Regions from separate parts of the Gossypium hirsutum genome. Here region 2 is linked to region 1. The links are chromatin contacts, called in public Hi-C maps. All regions are on one chromosome and are shown on one strand. The core of a region is the stretch at or near the end of the contact, and the rest is flanking DNA. Distances in the headings are between cores, read along the strand shown.

Evidence for each region. Hi-C and Micro-C count contacts between places; a contact is called where the count stands out from the background.
Region 2: a Hi-C map of leaf shows a contact between it and region 1, with 2.1 times the contacts expected there. The contact joins the enhancer-like site here to the promoter of LOC107897244 in region 1. A contact is called at or near these places in 5 of 34 Hi-C or Micro-C datasets (callus, hypocotyl, leaf and 1 more).

Annotation. Positions count from the first base shown.
Region 1 is chrA10:12,893,254-12,898,153 of Gossypium_hirsutum_v2.1, forward strand. It overlaps LOC107897244 (heat shock 70 kDa protein 14), which reads right to left and starts at 2,339. Exons shown (of 10, transcript XM_016822625.2): 1 at 2,009-2,339; 2 at 1-922. The coding sequence starts at 877.
Region 2 is chrA10:13,052,076-13,056,975 of Gossypium_hirsutum_v2.1, forward strand. It overlaps LOC107897249 (a long non-coding RNA gene), which reads right to left and starts at 416. Exons shown (of 2, transcript XR_001684084.2): 1 at 1-416. Within about 2 kb of position 3,051, at least 7 of the 9 cell types and tissues checked have an H3K27ac peak or open chromatin away from gene starts, as enhancers often do. A contact at or near this core is called in leaf, where this site is marked.

The DNA.
Region 1 (4,900 bases), core at 1,089-3,588:
CCTTCTCATCCATCAAGCACTCAATATTCAAAGGGGCCTCAGGATTGGCACTAAGTACTTTCTTTAGCTTCTCACAAGCTGTCCGAAGCCTAATACAAGCCCTTGCATTCTGGAGGACATCAATCTTGTATTCCTCTTTAAATTTTGCAGCAAAATGCTGAAAAAGAACTTCATCAAAATCCCTACCACCCAAAGAGCGGTCAAATGAATGAGCCAAGATCTTGAGTTGCCCTTTCTTGAAGCCAGCAATACAGACTTGCATGCTAGCATGTCCGATATCAACAAATGCAACATTTAATTGGTCATTTTCAGGTAAATCAGTTTTATAAATACCATAAGCCAATGCGGTTGCAGTAGTTTCATGAATCAGGCGAAGAGGGTGCAAGCCTGCAATTGTGGCAGCATCTAAAACTGCTCTTCTTTGAAGATCAGTGAAGTACACAGGAATTCCAATACAGCAATCCACTACGGCTGCATTCAAATTCTTCTCAGCTATGCTTTTCAAATTCGACAAAACCATTCCCAAAACTTGGGTTGGGGTAAAAGTTCTCATTTCACCTAAGTACCGAGCATGAATCAAAGGATATCCATCAGGACCCTCAGTGACATTGAAGGGCAATGACTTGAGATCTCTTTGCAACTCAGGATCTGAGAACTGACGGCCAATCAACCGTTTTATCTGAGAAATTGAGTTTTTAGGGTTCATTGTAGAAGATGCTGCCCCTGCAGTACCAATGAATCTCTGCTTCTCCCCAAAGCAAACAATAGCTGGAGTTTCGCGCTTTGATTCATCATTAAGCACGACATCAATCCCTCTCTGCCTCGCAACTGCAACAATGCAGCTCTCATTGCCGAAATCAAACCCAACAACGCTCATCTTAAACAGAAATTACACAAATTTACTTTATAAAATAAGATTAACCTGGCATCCAACAAAACAAAAAGAAATTAGATTATATATAAGTACTTAACCAGGAAAGCAAAAAAAATTTAAAAAAATCATAATCACGTTTTGAATCTAGCCAACTGGAGTACCGTGCAATCATAAGTATTAAAGTGGCAAAAATTCATAATCACTATTTTAGGAATCTAGCTACTGGAGCACCATACTTTGCACATTAAATAAATAACACATTGCATCAACCAAGGTGATATCAATACGTTATGGGCAACAAGTTGCTGCTCAATATTCCATGTCAACTTCCATGGACTTGAACACATAATACCATTGATATAACAAAGATCATAACAATATTCAATAAACATTCCTCCTTATGTTCCCATTTAAAGACTCTTATTACATTAAAAAAAATCTTTAATATAAATAACAATATCCAATATACATCCCCCCTTATGTTCTCATTTAAAGACTCAAAAGCGCTTCATGAGTTGATCATTCACACAAGAACACAGGCCAAATAACTAGATAAGGGTCAGAGGCAAGTGTAAGGGCTAAACAAATGCAAGCGGATATATAATGCAACTCAAATCAAAATGAAAACACTTCAGTTAAAGGTTAAAAAACCAAGTAGTTCACATACATAAATCAAACCATTGGAAACAAACCCTAAAAACCTTTACAATCAGATATCAACCCAAAATGAACACTCCTTCAAATAAAATTAATAAGAAATGGGAACTCTTTGCAATGACCAAATCGAAATCGCATTCAAATAAACCTAAAACAACTAATTGTAACTTCAAAATAAATTCCAACGATGAAAACACGTCGAATCATAATAATAAATTCACAAAATATAAAAATAAGTTAATTTTTCCCCAAACGAATCGAAAAAATAGAAATCAAATAAGGAAATTACTTGATTCTGTACAAACAGCTAAATCTAAAGAGAAGCAAAAATCAATGCGAAAAAAAAAACATCGACCGACGTGCTGAATATAAAACAAAACAGATCTAAGTTCATGACGGAGAAATAAATGCAACAACGACAATTAAAAAAGAAATCGAAAGAAGAAAAGCACAAAGAGCCAAGGGCGGCGATCTTACCCTTGGAAAGGAAAATTGAGGCGAAAGCAGTTCAGCAAATTTCTTTTCAAAAAGACCTCTCTCTTTATTTGGTGTTATGTTCTTGTACGTTCGCGAGAGATAGCATACGAAAACAACCTCACACTCACAGAAGCGAAACAGAGAGTTTTTTTTTTTTTTGCGGGTGGGGGGGGGGGAGCGAGGGGGCTTTTATTTACGAGGGTTTGTGTGGAATTTTCGATTTAATAATTTATTAAAAAAGTTTTGATTTGGAAGGAGTTATGGAATGGAATTGAGTGGTGTCCATCCACGACTAGAGGTGTCTAGAGATACCGTGGCTTCTAGAAAGATCTCCCCGGGAGAAAGTCTTCGGAATTCTTTAGGTTTTTGGTGAGTTCATGGGTTGGGCTTTCATTTGGGATTCTGATTTTTCCCAAATGGAGGCCTTTTTTTTATGAACTGATATCTAAGTATTTTTCATTTTCAGTGATTATATTGTATATGATTTTAGGCGATTAATTTATAATTAATTTTTAAATAAGATATTTTTAATTATTATAATTAATTTTTAATTTATTTTTTAAATATAATCGAAATATATTAATTTATTTAACAATTCAAATATAGTAAAAAGAAATTTGTAAGTATCATATTAGAAAATTGATATTTTGTAGATCAATAAATTTTTAATAATATTAAAATATCTCAAATCATAATTAAAACATACATCAATATATAATACGATTTTACTTCATGTAATCATTATTTAAAATAATAACTGATAAACACTATTAAAATATATTAATTATTTTATTAATTATTTTGATAACGAGACATAGTAATAATAAAAAATTCCTATTATTGAAGCATTTGTAGAAACAATAAAATATATGATATATTGTAAAATAAATTATTTACTATTCAATTTTTATTTTTATTTTCTTAATAGGCAATAAATTGATTAAAATAATTTGTAAACGATATATAAGAGGAGGGATCTATTTACACTTTTAAACCCTTTTGCATGTTTTTGTACAATTAATATTTTAAAGATTCAACTGTTAAATTTATCGATATAATTTTACTTGTTATGTATATAAATTTTTTAACTAATTTGATATCTCTATCATATCGATCTAAAAAAGTGTCAATATTAATACTTATTGAATGAATTAATTTTTTTAATTTAAAATAAACAGTTCAAAATTTTTAATTTACACCAAATTTGACATGCATGATCTATATAAATAAAATATGAAATATGAGGCTGGATCATTAAAATATTAATCATACAAAAATATACAACAGAGTGTAAAATTATTTTAGTTTTACTCCGGTTATAAAAATACGTCAACTTTTATTTCAATTATAATTATTTTAATTAAAAAATATAATAAATGTAAATTAAATTAATAATTATTTTTAAATATTCAATTATCTCAAATTCTATTGAATTATAATTATTGTTAAGTATATAATTATTATAAATTTTATTTTATGTCAATTTTTAATTAATAATTATAATTATTTTAAAAGTCAATTTAGTAATATGATAAAAAATAGAGGGTATTCTTTTCGAATCAAAATTTTTTTAAGCTCGTGCTTTTAAATAAATAATAAATTATAGATAGATATAAATAGATTATAAATTAAAAATTATTGTGTTGTATCTCAAATTATTAGATCTAACCATTACTTGTTTTTATCATTTTAAACTAATGGCTCTAAAGAGAGAAATATGCTTTGAGGCATTCATTTTTTTTTTCAAAAAAAGTGAAGATGTGAATTTTAGTAATTTAATGATTAAGCTATAAAATAAAAAGAGTGATCGTGAATTATTACAAAATAAAAGAGTGACTGTTATTATAACTAGCAGTTGTTTTTTGGCCGATTAATTAAATAATATTTAATTTTTTTTTATAAATTTTGTAATACGAAATTAAAATTTAATAACATATAAATTTAATTTTGAAAACATAATAAGATTTAATTTAAATAAACAATATTTTGGAATTATTTTTAAAATATAAACATTATAATAGCATATTGTGCAAAAATTTATTTTTTATATATAGTTTTTAACTTAATTTTATTTATTAGTTAATGGATGTAGATTGCTAATTTAATTTAAATATTCTGGCCATTAAATAATTAATTGTAACATTATTTATATTTTTAAATATCTAATTCAGTTTTAATAGTATATTTAATTTGTAAAAATGGTGATAATTAATTTAAAAAGAATTTTTTAAATAATTTTAAATTTTAGAGTGGCTTATTTTATAAAATTGTTAGTTGAATTATTAAATGTAGACAAATTAGAAGGATTTATTATAAAAATATAACTTACAAAACACAATTAAAAATTATATAAAGAAGATAAAGTGGTTTATGTTGCAATTTTCCCTCCACAAATGCTTACTTTCTTCCTTGTCACATGTAAAATTTTTATAATGTAAACATATTAAAAATTTAAGAATTTTGTAATATATATGAGTTTGAATGGATAAGATGTAATATATAAAAATCAAAGTATTTATTCGATCTATCTGTTTGAATAAAAAACAAACAAATGTTTAATAATTGTGTTTGATTGGAAATCAAATAATTTTTTCTTTAAGTGTTAATGTGTGTGTATATATATATATATATGACAACAATGTGCATACTTTTTATATTTATGGGTATTTTAAATTACTGATATTTAGTATTGAGAAGTATTTAACACATTACTATAAAATTAAGAATAATGTTAATAAAAATAAAACAATATTATTATTGATAGAAATCAAGATTGATTAGAAGCATTGAAAGGTAAAAATGTTTTAGATCTTTATGCCCCCATTGCAACCTGAATCCCACATTGCTAGCATATGGTAAACAAAACATAAGGAGTGGTGTATAAAGAGAGAG
Region 2 (4,900 bases), core at 1,801-4,300, 160 kb after region 1:
GCGTGTTGACCCAATTTGTACGCTGGATATGCGCATTTTCACTTTAAATGGAAAATTTGCGCGACCAGTCCCTCCCATTTGCGCCACCCTTAATTTAATCTTATCCTATTTCTTGCATTTCTGCCTTGAAGTTTGAGCGCTATTCCAATTCAGTCCGCGCCTGAGTGTTTTTTTTTTGGAGTTGGGAACATTTTCACTTTTAGCCCTCATGCATTCACGCGCATTGTATTTTAGTCCTTATGATAGTTTCATTGATTTATTTTATTTATTAATTATCTCTGTTAGTTTAATTTTATTTCAATTAAGTTTTTTTTTTCCATTTCAATTTGTATAATTCATTATTTCTTTTATAACATTCATTTAGTGTTTATCTCTTAATTTTTTTTACACATTTTAAATTACTTTCATAAATTACTTTGTTTTTATTATATAAGTATTATTTTAAAATCACCTTTTATATATCATATTGTTTTAAAATTTTGTACAATATTTAATTTAAATTAACTATATATATAATTTATATTAAAAATAGTTTTATTTTATAAACATTATTAATTCTATGTTATTATATATATATAATTTCTTTTAAATCTGCTTATTTGCATCTCCTTTTAAATTTATTATGTATGTAATTTATTCTTGAAAAAAACATATTTTATTATTTCTTTGTTATTTAGGATTCTTTCATGTATATATAGTTTTATTATATATTGGCTTGTTATTCTTTTATGTATATTGTTTATTCCTTATTTTTATTATATCTTCATTATATATATTGTTTACATCGATTTTTTATTATTGTATGTATATTATCACCTTCAAATAGATATGTATTGTTTTTAAAATATTTTTGTATGATATTTGCTCCGAATTTCTTCTTTCACAATATTTTTATTTTAATATCCATTTACATATTTTTAAGTTTTATTTTTATATATGTAAACCATTTCAAACCCTAGCATGCATTATTTATTTGTAAGTTTTTCATATAGTTTTTAAATTGTTGTGTATTATATTGGCTCTCAGTGTCCATATTGCTCTGTATATTATGTGTTGCGTTTTATTTTTCATATTATTTTATATATTATGTTTGTATATTGTCAATCAGTCTTTTGTACTATTACTTCAATTTCTGTTCATCTATGTTCGAAACTTGTTATATTTTATTCTAATTTATTAACGTTGGATGTGAGCACATTGTTTTTGTATGTTCGTAATTTTTTTTTCTTTTCATGACTATAATATTTTCACTCATTAGAAGGATATATTACTCGTGTATATTGTCCAATGTTCGTAATTTTTCCTTTTGTTTATTTTCACTTTTTGTTTTCAAGTTAATTATTCCCTTTTATTTCAAGTAAAATTAAGGCGTTTTGAGATAGTTCACAATGGTTTATTTTAAAAAAAGATTCAAATAAGGCAATGTTCAATATTTGGAAATTCGAAGAATCGTACCCTACCGTGCTGGGTTTCGATTTTTTGTTGGACTAAATATCTGGATATCCCTTTATAATTTTTAACCTTTTGGGAGTCAAAAAATCAATTGTGTCTTCAAAGGTACGAAGAATCGTGTCCAATCATGCTGGATGTGATGCTGCATACCTTTGAAACGAAAGAGTTTTGATGACCAGCTTACACCATTCAAACATTTTAATAAGAACCATATTTCAAGATTTCTTTTCTAAAATTTTAAACATAAGGACAACATGTGATCAATCTGGTACAAGTTTTTTGGGCGTAGTGAAGGTGCTAACCCTTCCTCCTACGTAATCGGCTCCTGAACCCATTTTATTTTATTTTTTACATAGATTAAAAATGTTTTAAGCTAAATGTCTTATCAGGTGATCAAATCTCACCTAAACAAAAAGATTGGTGGCGACTCCACATGTTGTTTAAAAGTCGATTTCTTTTTTTTCCCTTGAAATGAAAAACGGTTTCGACAATTTTATTCAAAAGTTTTCAAAATAAGGCAATACTCGGTATTTGGCATGTTCGAGAAAATTGTGCCCTAATTTACTAGGTTTCAATTTTCCTCGTTTAATTTAAGTAACCGGGTACCCTTTTTCAATCAAAACGTATAAGTTTCAAATAAAAGCTTATTCTTAGGAATTTGAGGTGTTGTGTCTTAACTTACTGGATATGACACTTTGTATCCCGAGATAAGGATTTCTAAAAAATAAGAAAATATTTCATGTTTGGAAATTCGAGAAATCGTGCCCAATCGTGCTGGGTTTCGATTTTTCGTTCAACCGAATAACTGAATATCCTTTTGAAATTTCGTCCATGTTCTCTTAAATTAAAACGAGGCAATATTTTGTGTTTGGAAATTTGAGAAATCGTGCCAATCGTGCTGGGTTTCGACTTATCGTTTGACTAGATAGCCAAATATCCTTTTGAAATTTTAAATGCATGAGTTTTGGAAATTATAAGATGATCTTGTATCGAGGGTTTGAAATGTTGTGTCCTATCGTGCTGGATATGATATTTTATTCCTTCTAAGTGAGAGAATCTCAATATCCAATTCAAGTTATCCAAACATTTTAAAGGAATTGTATTTTAAAATCTTTTTCAAATTTTCAACATTAGGACGTTAATTGATCAATACGGTACCAATTTTGGGCGTTGCGAGGGTGCTAATCCTTCCTCGCGCGTAACTGACTCCCAAATCCATTTTTTAGTTTTTCGTAGACCAAAAATGTTGTTTTAATAAACCGAAATGCTTTATTAAAATGATTGATCACAAGGTGACCCGATCACACCTAAACAAAAAGGATTGGGGGCAACTCCATTTTCATTTTAAAGTCAACCTCCGTTTTTCAAAATAAAAATGGTTTCGACGCTGGGGACTTGAAAGGAAAGCAGAAGCAAATAACTCAGGATAGTCCCAATCTCAATAGGTATAATAGATTGGAGGAAGATTTGATGGATGCTGGGCCTTGTATTTTAAAATCGGTGGATCCAATTTTTAATGGGATAGTGGGACGAAAGTCTGCTGATGAGGATTCGGGCCTTGGAGTAGCTAGGTTATCTGCTAGTAAGCAGATTTTTGACCCATTAATAATTAATCAATTACAAGTCACCAAGCAGGCGGGCCCTAATGCCATGGATTCGAACACTATGTCTACCGAACCAGGGAGCATTTTAACGCCTATTTCCATTCCTGAGTCTAGTCCTTCAGTTTGCATTAGTTCCAGTAAAATACAATTTTCTAGTCCTATCTCAATTCCTGTTAATTCCACGCATATTAATCCTATTTTTGTTGAACAGGAGCAGATTTTAAATGGGGATTCAGCTTTGATTTCTAGGCCTGTTTCTTTAGAGCTAGAACTAATAGAAGTCCAGGATGTTAATTCCCAGGATAGATTAAAAGTCCCTAAACATACTGCTGTTTCTTTTAAGGTTAAAGGGTCAGTTGATGGTGCCAATTTGGGTAAGGTCTCTCCATTAAAGTCGGTTGGTAGTAAAATTCGAATTACTGGGAAATTAATGGGGAGTAAAGAAGGGGGGGTTCAGGGCCACCAGGAAAATTAATAAAATCCCTTATGGGAAAGGCATTAGTTATAAAAATAAAAATTCCTCAAAAGTTTCTTTGAGTAATTCTATGTCCAAGTTGGCCCAGTCTGTTTCCACTATTCAGAGCTCTAACCCGGATGTAGGTGATAGACGAGAGGATAATAGCAATTAATTTTTTTCTTATTTTTCTAGTTTGGTTGTTATTGTGGCTTTTTTCTTTTTTGGTTTTTTTTCCTTTTGCTTTATTATCATATTCTTATGGATACTAAACTTACAATTTTTTCTTGGAACTGCCAAGGCTGTACGAGCAGTAAATTTCTTTGTGCTTTTCGGGAGTATTATTTAGAATATAATCTTGACATTGTGTGTCTTTTGGATCTGAGAGTCAGCGGTAAAAAAGCTTATTCTATCATTGAAAAATTAGGTTTTGATTTTTATCACCGCATTGAGTCTGTTGGTTTTTCAGGTGGCATTTGGGTTGGATGGAAGAATCATTTATCCATTGATATTATTCATAATCATCCTCAATTCATGCTTTTATGTAACACCCCAAACCCGGCCCAGACGTTATGGCCAGATCCGACATGCCACATCAAACCGTTCAAAACATTTTATATTGTTGATCCAGAAAAACTTACTTAGTGTTTTAAAAGATAATTTCATTATAGGTTAAAGTGAATGGAAGCTGTGCACCAGGTAGGAAACCACAATACATCGCCTTCCCATAAGAGAAGATTGCAAGCCAGTACAGCAGAAACTTCAAAGAATGAGGCCAGGTATTATCTTAAAGATAAATGAGGAAGTCAAAAAGTAATTTGATGTGGGATTCTTTCAGGTGATCAAGTACTCAGAATGGGTAGCCAATGTTGTGCTTGTTCTCAAGAAAGACGGTAAGGTACGAATGTGTGGGATTATAAAGATCTAAATAAGGCTAGCCCAAAGACAATTTCCCCTTGCCTCACATTGATACGCTAGTGGAAAATACGGGTTGTTACTCGTTGTTTTCCTTCATGGATGGCTTCTCAGGGTACAATCAGATAAGGATGCATCCTGAGGACATGGGAAAGACTACTTTCATAACCTTGTGGGGCACGTTCTGTTACAAAGTGATGCCATTTGGACTAAAGAATGCTGGAGCAATATATCAAAGGGCCATGGTAACCTTATTTCATGATATGATGCACAAGGAGATTGAAGTCTAAGTTGATGATATGATAGCCATATCTCGAACCGAAAAAGAACACATCCAAGTGTTGAGAAAGTTGTTCATGATATTGAGAAGATTTTAGCCTAAGCTTAATCCAACCAAGTGTACTTTCGGGGCTAGATCTGGAAAGCTATTGGGCTTTGTAGCCAGTAAGAGAGGAATCGAGATTGATTCAGACAA